Linked DNA regions of Sus scrofa: region 2 is linked to region 1. A link is a contact called in public HiChIP or PLAC-seq data. All regions are on one chromosome and are shown on one strand. The core of a region is the stretch at or near the end of the contact, and the rest is flanking DNA. Distances in the headings are between cores, read along the strand shown.

What was found. HiChIP or PLAC-seq counts read pairs in DNA pulled down with a chosen protein or histone mark.
Region 2: an H3K27ac HiChIP or PLAC-seq map of skeletal muscle shows a contact between it and region 1, with 10 times the contacts expected there. The contact joins the promoter of FBXL13 here to the promoter of PTPN12 in region 1. A contact is called at or near these places in 1 of 5 promoter capture datasets (liver) and 2 of 2 datasets of contacts at active chromatin or transcription factors (alveolar macrophages and skeletal muscle).

The regions. Positions count from the first base shown.
Region 1 is chr9:102,561,738-102,567,183 of Sscrofa11.1, reverse strand. PTPN12 (tyrosine-protein phosphatase non-receptor type 12) reads left to right here and starts at 3,215. Exons shown (of 16, transcript XM_021102557.1): 1 at 3,215-3,644. The coding sequence starts at 3,546. It overlaps LOC102167907 (a long non-coding RNA gene), which reads right to left and starts at 3,008. Exons shown (of 3, transcript XR_001299008.2): 1 at 2,646-3,008; 2 at 1,869-1,924.
Region 2 is chr9:103,177,199-103,182,644 of Sscrofa11.1, reverse strand. FBXL13 (F-box/LRR-repeat protein 13) reads left to right here and starts at 3,266. Exons shown (of 21, transcript XM_013979811.2): 1 at 3,266-3,397. The coding sequence starts at 3,323. It overlaps ARMC10 (armadillo repeat containing 10), which reads right to left and starts at 2,891. Exons shown (of 6, transcript NM_001244923.1): 1 at 2,698-2,891. The coding sequence starts at 2,836.

The DNA.
Region 1 (5,446 bases), core at 1,966-4,465:
TTGCAAATATCATATATGTTTGTATACAACTGTAAATATTACCTATACATTTTTAAGTCACAGCATGCATGACATTTCCATTTTGATACATTTATGGCCAAATTGCCTCTGCAGATACTTTGCCCATTTCTCTCACCATCTGTGCAAAAGTCCTTGTCTGCCCATACCATGCACAGCCTTGTGTTCTGTCAAACTTCCTGATCTCTTATAATCTGGTAATCTCAGTCGTTTTTAATATTAACTCCTTTCTTACCCATTATGCCAGTTCATCACCTAGGTCTGTGAGGTCTTTCAGTCTCTTTCACATCCACCTGTTTCTTTGTAACTGCAGAGCTGTGACCATAGTTTCAGGTTTTGTTGTATCATGTGTTGGCTCCTAATATCACTCATACCATTCTCTTCCCTTATTACTTCACAACTCAGCCATAAAGTGCCAGAATAGTATTTTCCTAATTTCACTTCTAGACTCAGAAACCTTTGGTGGCTCCCACTGACAACAATTATCAAGTTTAAATCCTCAGCCAGGCACTGAATGCGCCCCAGAGTCCAGTCCCAGTCTACTTTAGTGCCCTCACACATATACAAAAGTTCTGCTCCGAACTTCTGCTTGGCTATCATCATGCTTATTGTTTCATCACTTCTCTTCCTTGGGAATTCTTCTTTCCATTCAAACCTAATTTCACTTATCCTTCTAAGGTCCTCTGTGATCACTATGTATTGACAACCCAGTTCATTATTCTCTCTTCTTAGAATTGTTAAAACACGCATTGTCTGTATCACTCATTCGGCATTTATTAAATCATTGGAATTAAGATTTTAGTGTATTTCCCTGTCTCCTGAACTAAGCTATAAGCTCTAGAAGAAGCCATCTCTGAGACATTTTTGGTATCTTGCCCTGCCCCCACACAGCACAAACCCCTCATGTTTTGAGGTGCTCAAAAAATATGTGTAGATTGAAACAAGACCTAAATACACTAAAAATAGAAAAGTTTTTCCAAAAGAACCTAAATCCATAAAGGCACTTTACTTTTGTTTTCCCTAACCTACATGAGATGCCAAAGGTATCTGCTGATAACTCAAAAAAACAGTCGTGTTGTGAGAGAGAAGCTCACAGTGAAAGTTAAAAAAAAAAAAAAAAAAAAAAAGACTCGGAGTTCCCGTCGTGGCGCAGTGGTTAACGAATCCGACTAGGAACCATGAGGTTGCGGGTTCGGTCCCTGCCCTTGCTCAGTGGGTTAACGATCTGGCGTTGCCGTGAGCTGTGGTGTAGGTTGCAGACTCGGCTCGGATCCCACGTTGCTGTGGCTCTGGCGTAGGCCAGTGGCTACAGCTCCGATTCAACCCCTAGCCTGGGAACCTCCATATGCCGCGGGAGCGGCCCAAAGAAATTAGCAAAAAGACAAAAAAAAAAAAAAAAAAAAAAAAAAGACTCAAAAACACTAGCCAAAATAGGACTCAATAATTCCAACAAATAACACTTCCCACCTGACTGTCACTAGGCTGTTTTATAGCTTGTCCAGCATTTAGCCTTTAACAATCATCACCTAATTGGTGCATTCTTTTTGACAAATCAAAGTAGAGGTAATCTTGATCATCTGCCCAATTCTTTGCCTAGAGGCTAATTTCTCTCCTAGTTCTGGAGGAATAGGGTACCCTATGGTGTGCTATATTGGTAGCAGATCAAACCCAGCTCTTGATCTTATCTCATATCCAGTGAAACTTATCTCAAATCCAGTCTCAGTAATCTGAACAAAGTAAAATATTCCAGGCCCCTAGTTTCAAATAAAGCTTGCCTTAGAAATCAAACTATTTCTCTAAGTTAATTTTTATAATACAGGACAAAACTGTATCGTTTTATATGCACATACCTGTATATAAATGCATAGGAAGACATTTGGAAGGACACATCTGGAAGTGGTTATTTCTAAGAAGAAAAGTGGATATCAGTTGTATTCTTTCAGAGAGAAATATTCTTCTTTAAAACAAATAAGAAGTTGGATCTTGTTACTCATACTTGTTTTCGTCAAGGAGTATCATTAAATTCCACGATGCTTCTAAACATTCATCTGGAAAAAGGGACCTACCACTGATATGTTCTATTTTTATCCAGATTGCCTGACCAATCGACCTGTAAAAAACATTGTTTGTGGGCCTAAGTGACCAAAGGAAGTCCATGAATCAAATACTTCACTTCTGTCACATTATCACAAGCTTAATGCTCCTTAGAGTCAGAGGCAATATGGTGTTGTAGGGAAGGAAAAAGGATTTGAGTTCTAGTTTGGGCTCTGCTAAGAGTATGCGGGCAGACCTTGGGAAATTCACTTTCTTTAGGGTGGATAATCTCGGATTACTAGAAAATTCACGACGATGCATTCTACGAAGAAAAGCCTATTATTCAGTTCCGAGGTGCTGCGAATATAAAGGCAAGAAAAAATCCTTTCAATTCAGCAAACACTGAGTGCCTATCACATGCGTGGTATGTATTAGGACGCACCCCGCACTTCAGGCGCTCACTCGGCAGGGTTTAAACACAACTGCAAAAGGGTTAAGTCCTGTCACTGAAGAAGCATTTCGCTTCTCTTGGCCTTGGTCATTACCCAAAGTGCCAACGTCTAACTGCAGTCAACCTTAAGATGAAGACGTACCTGCAGCGAACGTGGAGTCAACGCTACTACAGTTCCCAGCATGCCACTCTTCCCACAACGCCCTCTCCCGCCCCCATTCCTGGACTCCTGAGAACCCGGACTTGTAGTCCCAACTCAAGGCTGGCGGCGACGGCGAAGCACTCTAGAAATGTGCTTTTCGCACTAGTAAGCAGTGAGACCGTAATTTCCAACTCAAGTCCTACTCCAACTGACTAGGGCTTGCCATTTAGCCTAACACCCTCATTCTAGCGCTCCTCAGACCTACTAGCTGCCGGGGTGGGACCACGCCCCGGAAGTGGAGTCAAGTCTCCCAGCCGACTGCCGAAGCTTCTTCCAGCCACTCCTAGCCCGGCCAGAGCCCGCGGGGCGGGCTCCGGGGCGTGGACTGCGGGGGCGGCTAGGCGCGGCGTCGCGCCAGGGGCGGAGCCGCGGCACGGGGCCGCGCGTCTGGGTGGCGGCGGGGGCGCGCCCGTGGGGAGAGGCGGCTGCGGCTGCTGCTGCTTGTGGGGAGGGAGGGAAGGAGGAACCGGGAAGGGGTGGGGGGGGCAGGGCGATCGGAGAGCCGTGTTCCTAAGGCGGTGGCGGCGTCTCCGACGGAGCTGGAGGAGGGCGGGGAAGGAGGATGGGGCACGCAGGGGGTTGGGGTTGGCGCTAGCCGCAGCGGCTCGCCTCGTACTGTGGGAGAGCGGCGGCTGCTCCTGCAAGTTGTAGGATCAGGAGCCGGCCGCCGCTGCCGCTGCCGCTGCCGCTGCCTCGGGCAAAGAGGAGGAGTAGGGAGCGGCGGGGGTCGGGAGGGAGGGGACGGGCTGGGGGAGCGAGCTGGGGAAGACTGAGCGGGCTCTGCGCCGGGCGGGCGGGCGGCGGGGGGGCCGGCGACCGCAGCCGGGGGGACGCGGGAGGATGGAGCAAGTGGAGATCCTGAGGAAATTCATCCAGAGGGTCCAGGCCATGAAGAGTCCGGATCACAATGGGGAGGACAACTTCGCCCGGGACTTCATGGTGAGTCCCTCCCCTCGCTGTCGCCTCCTTTCGCCGGCACCGGAGCCCACTGCCGCCTTGCCCAGCCGGCCCGGGCCGCCAGTGCTTTGTGTGCGGCTGTAAGGAGAGGGGCGGAGGCGGCGCGCACCAGCTCCAAAGGCCGGGTGGTCTCGGAGGCCAGCGGGAGGTGAGGTCGCCTCCGCCCCTCGGCCTCCTTTCCTCTCTTCCCGCGATCGCGTCCCTTTCCGCCGGCGTCTGGGACGCGAAGGGAGAGGCGGCCGGCCGAGCCCGCACTCAGCACCGCCGCCCGCGACCACCTATTGTTTCTCGGGCCGGGAGCCCGAGGCGAATGAGGTGCAGGCCGGGGGGCTAGTCTTTCCTCACCTCCCCGTCCAGACCGCCCCTGCTGGGAGGGTCGAGGCAGGGAGGAGAGCGATCTTGGCTGACGGCAGAACGTGGCTATTAAGATTGCAATTAACTCACGGGGTCCCTTTGCTCAAGCTGGGCTCAGAAGTGGGCAAGGTAGGACTTTTGCCGTTTCTGGACTGGCAATTATTATCTCCAACGCATGGGAAAGGATTGCTCGAAAGAAATCTCTTGGTTTACTCAATTTCTTTTTACCCGTCTCGTCGCTTGAGACCCTGGTTTGAGATGGTGTTGGGGTCAGCGTGACTTGAGGTCGAGGGGGTAAAGTGTATGTGTAGAGGCGGGGGTGGTTATCCTGAAGCCTACTTCAGACTCCCTAGGGGATATTGCTGAAGGCGGAGGGGATGTGACTATCACTTCCTATCCGGGGTGGGGGTGGGGAACTTGGGAACAATAGTCCTGGTGGGGCGGAGGCGACGGTAAGGGCCGAAGCCCTGAACTGGGAGATAACCTCCGAGGCCTACCCCCATCCTAACCCCCCTTCCCACCGCTTCCGCCCTCTGCTTGTGCTGGCGGGCTGGAGACGAGGTTAAAAGTCTTGTGCGTGAAATTGCTCTTGGGTCATCACTGTGATGGGGTCAGAACCGAAGGCGTGGGACCAGAAGTCGACTTCCTCCATTACCCCCCCCCCTTTATTTTTCTGCTGGACAATGTTCCCTTTAGGGTTGTTTCTCGGTTTAGGAGGCGGTGGTTGCGGCTGCTGCTCCTGCGGATGTTGCGCAAGACTGGGGCGTTGGAAACCCTGGAGGTCTGGGGAATGGAAAAGGAAGTGGGACTTTGGGAAGTGGTTGCTCCTTAGACTTGGCGGAGTTTGGGAATGGGAAATACGCTAGGGAAAATTTTGCTCCGGGGCTAGATACACGAAGAATAATCACTTAAGTCTGAAATTGTGGATCGTAAAAAGGATACATAGTTTATGTCTATAAAAAGGACTGAGCAGCAAACGTTGACTTGTTTTTTGTTTCAAAGTACAGTTTAATTGTTTACAAGGTGCAGGTGAAATGGCTTTTAGTACTAAAATGCCTTTTCACATTTTAAAGAAACTCCAATCTAGTAAATTTTTAATGTTAAAATTGTTAACACCTATATATATATAAGATCCCTGACCTTACACAATATTGTAACAGTATTGTTGAGCTTTGTTGATTCCCTCCTCCCTAGACCAATAATAGAGGCTAGGAGGTAGGTTTCCATAGTATCTTTTCAAGGTGGAAAAAAATATTGATTAAATAATTTATGCCTATTTTAAACATTTTTCTCTTGTTATTTAGCCCATGTATTTTGAAAAACAAGTTTTTGATCTGAGAAGGTTAAGGAAAAGAGGACATTTTTCCCTCTTACCTCTGAGAATTTTGAATGTGTTGCTATTTTTGGAATGATACCACAGTAATTGAATG
Region 2 (5,446 bases), core at 2,017-4,516, 620 kb before region 1:
CATGGATACTAGTCAGGCTTATTTCTGACAAGCCACAATGGGAACTCTGAGAGTCAATCTTAAAATTTCTCATCACAAGAAAATTTTTAACTATATGTTATACCATCTGTGATGATGGATGTCAACTCAACTTATTATGGTGATCATTTTGCAACATATACAAATGTCACATCATTATGCTGTACACCTAAAATTAATACAAAAAAAAAGATCACCCTCTGAATGGCAAGGATGATGCTGACAAGATGGATATTTCTCAAGTCCTCTTCCAAGAAAATGTGTAACTTCAGGAAGAAGGGACTGTGAGCAAGTCAAGCTGCTTGACCAAGGTAATGTGATTTTGGGAAGCTGTAAAATCATTTAAAAGTAAGACTTTGGAGTTCCCGTCGTGGCGCAGTGGTTAACGAATCCGACTAGGAACCATGAGGTTGCGGGTTCGGTCCCTGCCCTTGCTCAGTGGGTTAACGATCCGGCGTTGCCGTGAGCTGTGGTGTAGGTTGCAGATGCGGCTCGGATCCCGCGTTGCTGTGGCTCTGGCGTAGGCCGGTGGCTACAGCTCCAATTCAACCCCTAGCCTGGGAACCTCCATATGCCGCGGGAGCGGCCCAAGAAATAGCAACAATAACAACAACAACAACAACAACAACAACAACAACAAAAAAAAAGTAAGACTTTGTTAGTGATCATCATCTTAAGTGAGCATAAGTGAGCAGGTAGCTGAGTTCAGGTCACCTGACTAATTACTTATACAGAGGTATCTCTGAAACAAAGAAATTAGGCTTTGAAGTAAGGGCAAGTACAAATCTTTTTTATTTATTTATTTATTTTTATTTTTAGGGCTGCACTCACAGCATATGGAGTTTCCCAGGCTAGGGTTTGAATCAAATCTATAGCTGCTGGCCTACACCACAGACACAGCAACGCAGGACCTGAGCTGCATCTGTGACCTATACCACAGCTCACAGCAATGCCAGATCCTTAACCCACTGAGTGAGGCCAGGGATCGAATTCGCATCCTCATGATTCCTAGTCAGATTTGTTTCTGCTGCGCCACAACAGGAACTTCCAAATCTTTTAAAAAATGGACTTTTTTCTCCATGTGCCAAAAGGGAAATAAACCTTTCCCCGACTTTCTTTTCTTAGTGCGCTTCCCTGAGCAAACTTGTATATCCTTTGTCTGTCCCTTTGATATAAATGTACATCTTTTTAAAAGCTAAGTAAGGATGCAACTAGAGATTATCATACTAAGGGAAGTCAGTCAGAAAGAGAAAGACAAACACCATATATCACATCTGTAATCTAAAATATGGCATTTACAGGAAGAAACAGACTCACAGGCATAGAAAACAGACTGGTGCTAATAAAGTGGGAGTGGGGAGGGAGTGGGAGGGTCTGGGAGTTTGGGGTTCATAGATGCAAACCATTACATTTAGAATGGATAAGCAATGAGGTCCTGCTGTACAGCACAGAAAACTACATCCAGTCTATTGGGATAGCCATGACAGAGGATAGTACAAGAAAGGGAATGTATTATATGTATGACTGGGTCACTTAGCTATACAGCAGAAACTGGCACAACGATGTAAATCAACTGAATACTGAAATAAAAAATAGATTTTAAAAAGTCTGCAGAATTTCATCTATCATTCCAGGCCCTGCAACACTGTGCAGAGTTAGAGGAATCTCTCTGGTAACACCATAAGGTCCCTCCCCCACCATGTCCTCTGCCTTTTGTCTGTGGGAAAACTTTAGCCAAAGAATAAATTTAATCGGAGAAGTGAGAAAATGCAGGAGCCAAGGAAGAGAGTTGAATGAGACCAAATAATAACAGTTTAGTCATTAAGCAAAGTCAAGGACCTTTAGTTCCTCCTCAAGGGCTATAGATAATATTCTGAGCCATATCCTATGAACTATCTTGTAGATATCAAAACCCCCACCAGGTAGAAGAAGTCAACTGCACCGTGATCCGCCTATGGCCGTGATATATGCTGCCACCATTTAGAGAACTAGCCTCAAAGAAATGGGAACAAACCCACCCTGGAACTGAAGACTTAACTGTACTTAAAACAATCAAGATGACACTGGTCAGACCAGGGGTGACCAATTTCAAGAAGACTGTCACAGCTGACTTTGCTGTTTCTGCATGTAGCCCCTCCCTCCGCCTATATAAAGCTTATGCCCACTGACTGTCAGCGGGGCATTCATCCTTTGGACAGAAGTGCCCCCCTCCCATTTCTGGCATCAGAAATAAAGGAAACTTTCCTTTCCACCAACCTTGCCTTTTTATTAGCTTTAGAGCAGCAAGAGGTCAGACCCACACTGGGTAACAACTGAGAGAGAGCAAGCTTCAACGTGAGAGGCAATCAACATGCTTTTGCAAAACTTAATCTGTCCGCTGTGACGCCAGACTCAGGCAAGAGAGTTTGGGCAATTTTTCAACCGGGGTTTTGAACAAAGAAATGGAGGCAGGGAAGCAGCTATGAACCCTACCCCAAACAGGCTGAAGATTCCCCTTCAGCACCTGTTGGGGCTTCCCAACTTCACCCTTCTTACCAGCCTCCCTCCTTCCCTCCCTAGGTGGGCTCCTTATTTTACCCCCTGCACTGAAAAGCCATGAGCGCCTGCGGCGGCTTCAACCCCACCCTGGGAAAGCCCTGTGCCCAGCTGGCCCACCTATTAGGCACCCCAAGGCCTTACCTGCGGACCGCGAGGGGCGCAGTCCAACCCGACGGGCACCTCGCCGCTGGCCCCGCGTCAGCCTGTAAATGCAATAGCAGGCACCGGCCGCAAGGACCAGGCCCGCCGCCACCCAGCCCACGTCCCGGGCGCCGCCCATGCTCTCGCTGGGGCTGCGCGCAGCGCTGGGCCTGGCGGGCAGGGTCTGAAGCCAGCGAGACCCTTCGCCGCCCGAGCTCAAGCAGCCGCGAGAGAAAGGAAATGAGGGTCTGGGCTCCGCCTCCCGGAAGCCGCCCAGTTAAAATATAAAACCGCCCACTCGGGCCTGGATGCGTCCAGGCGGCTTCCTAGAGGCTGGGCGGGGCGAGGGTGAAGCGCTGCTAGCGCTCCAGGCCCCAAAAGGACCCAGGGGGCCTCCACAGCCGCCCAGAGGCGGGCTGGCGCCAGGCCGAGGCCCGCCCCTTTTCCGGCGGCCAGCGGCCGCAGGCTATTGGGGGCCTGGGACCAGTCGGTGCCTAGCCCCTCCCCTCCCCGCCGCGCAGTTGCCAGGGCAACGCCGGGACGCGCTAGCCCCCAGCTCAGGCGAGGCTTCGGAGCCGGGTTTGAAGAGCGGGTGAGCAGCGCAGTTTCAGCAGTGCCTCTGGTCATGGCCTCGTTGCGAGTTGCCAGCCCCAGACTGAGGAACTACTTCAAGGAGAACTACATTCCTCAGGTCTGCGAGGTACTGGAGCCACGTGGCAGCGGACTTAGAAGGAGGAATTGCAAGAGATTTCCCAGACGAGGGCCTAGGGTTTGGCGGGGAGAGGGAATGGAGGTTAGGAGGAATGAAAAGGGAAAGGATGAAGTCAGCTTTTGACAGGTTGGCGGTCTGGGCTGAATATACACATCAGAGAGTTGACGACAGAGGGGTAATGGTGGCTGAAAGGGAAGAAGGGGTGACATCTCCCAGGGAGAAAGAGAAAAGGAACTCAGGACAGAAAACCCCAAACTCCAGCATTTAAGGTTTGGACAAGGAAGAGCCTGAGTACTAAAGGATTGAGAATGAAGTGCCCTAGAGACATAGGAGGAAGAGTAGGAGAGTGTGCCCTTATGGTGAGAGTCACCTAAGATAAGGACCACCTTATCTTAATGTCACCTATCCTTCAGATAAGGATCTGAAAAGATGTGGTGGATTTGGCTCAAGATGAGTTTGGGTATTCATTGGAAGGATGAAGGTAGAAAATACACTGAGGTTGGCTGAGGGATGGAAGCTGAGACCTTTAGATGGAAGTCATTCCTTTGTGAAAAGTACCCCACAACCAGGAGGAAGGACTTGTTTCCCTCCCCACCAAAACAGGAGAGAAGAAAGACAGGGGTGGATAAGTTTTGTAGGTTTGGAGACAGGAAGCCAAGAAAGTTCTCTTCTGGTGATTTCTATTTTTTCTACACATAATGGGTGAAATATTTGCCAAGAATATGTACGTTTGGGTGGGGATGGAAGGTGCAGAAGGGATTTTGAGTAGTTATGTGGAGAAGGAGGGAGAGCTGGAAGTCTAGGGAAGGAAAGAGAAGGAGAGCCAGGTAGTGTTGAGAGCCCAGCTTGGGGTAGTAACCCTCCTATTCAGGTAGGAGAACACTTTGGTACAGTCTTCTCTTTTTTGGATGCTAATGTTAATAAATGCTTTGATCAAGCATTTCCACTTCTCAGGGTTTGCTTTAGGGATATACTTGCACATGTAACCAGAAGGATGTACAAGTATATTCATTATGATATTGTTGCGTAGTGAAAATGGTAAAAACCTAAGTGTGAATAGTGGAATGGGATATTGTGTAGAATAAAGTATACTGTATCTTTTGAGAAGAAAGGCTCTCCATGACATCCTAATTTTTTAAAAAATGGAAAAAATATGCAAGTTGCTTAAAAAAGTATCTACTACAATCTAGCTACCTGTTTTCATATTTGTATGTATATGTGTATATATGTATTTTTATATGTATATGTTTGTGCATATATGTCTATATTTAAGAAAATAATACACTTATAGAACATATGGCAAACTATTAACAGCAAATGTTTTGGGGAATGACTTTAGGGGAGAACTCTAATCGTTTATTCCATATACATCTGTATTGTTTTAGATTATTTATTTATTTATTTATTTTTGTCTTTTTGCCTTTTCTAGGGCCACATCCATGGCACATGGAGGTTCCCAGGCTAGGGGTCTAATCAGAGCTGTTGCTTCCAGCCTACACCACAGCCACAGCAACTTGGGATCTGAGCTGTGTCTGCGACCTACACCACAGCTCACAGCAACACCGGATCCTTAACCCACTGAGCAAGGCCAGGGATCGAACCGCAACCTCATGGTTCTTAGTCGGATTCGTTAACCACTGAGCCACAATGGGAACTCCTGTTTTAGGTTTTTTAGAAGGTTTTTTTTGGCCACGGCTGAGATGTGTGGAAATTCCCAGGCCAAGAAATAACCTGAGTCACAGTGGCAGCTTGAGCTGCTGCAGTGACAACTCTGGATCCTTAACTTGCTGCACTACAAGGCAACTCCTATTTTAGTGTTTTTAGCTTGAGTTTCATTCATGTTTTACCTCTATACAATTATATTTGAAAATGTGTAGAAAACATGGTATACGCCTTCCCAGTCGTATGATTTTCTGAAACATACATAGGTAGACAAATAAGAGCTGACTTCATTCAGGATAGGAGTTTGGCAGACCTATATTATGGAAGGGCAATGGTGAGGAAGTTAAGCTTTTGAGAGGGCCTGAAGTGGTGGAG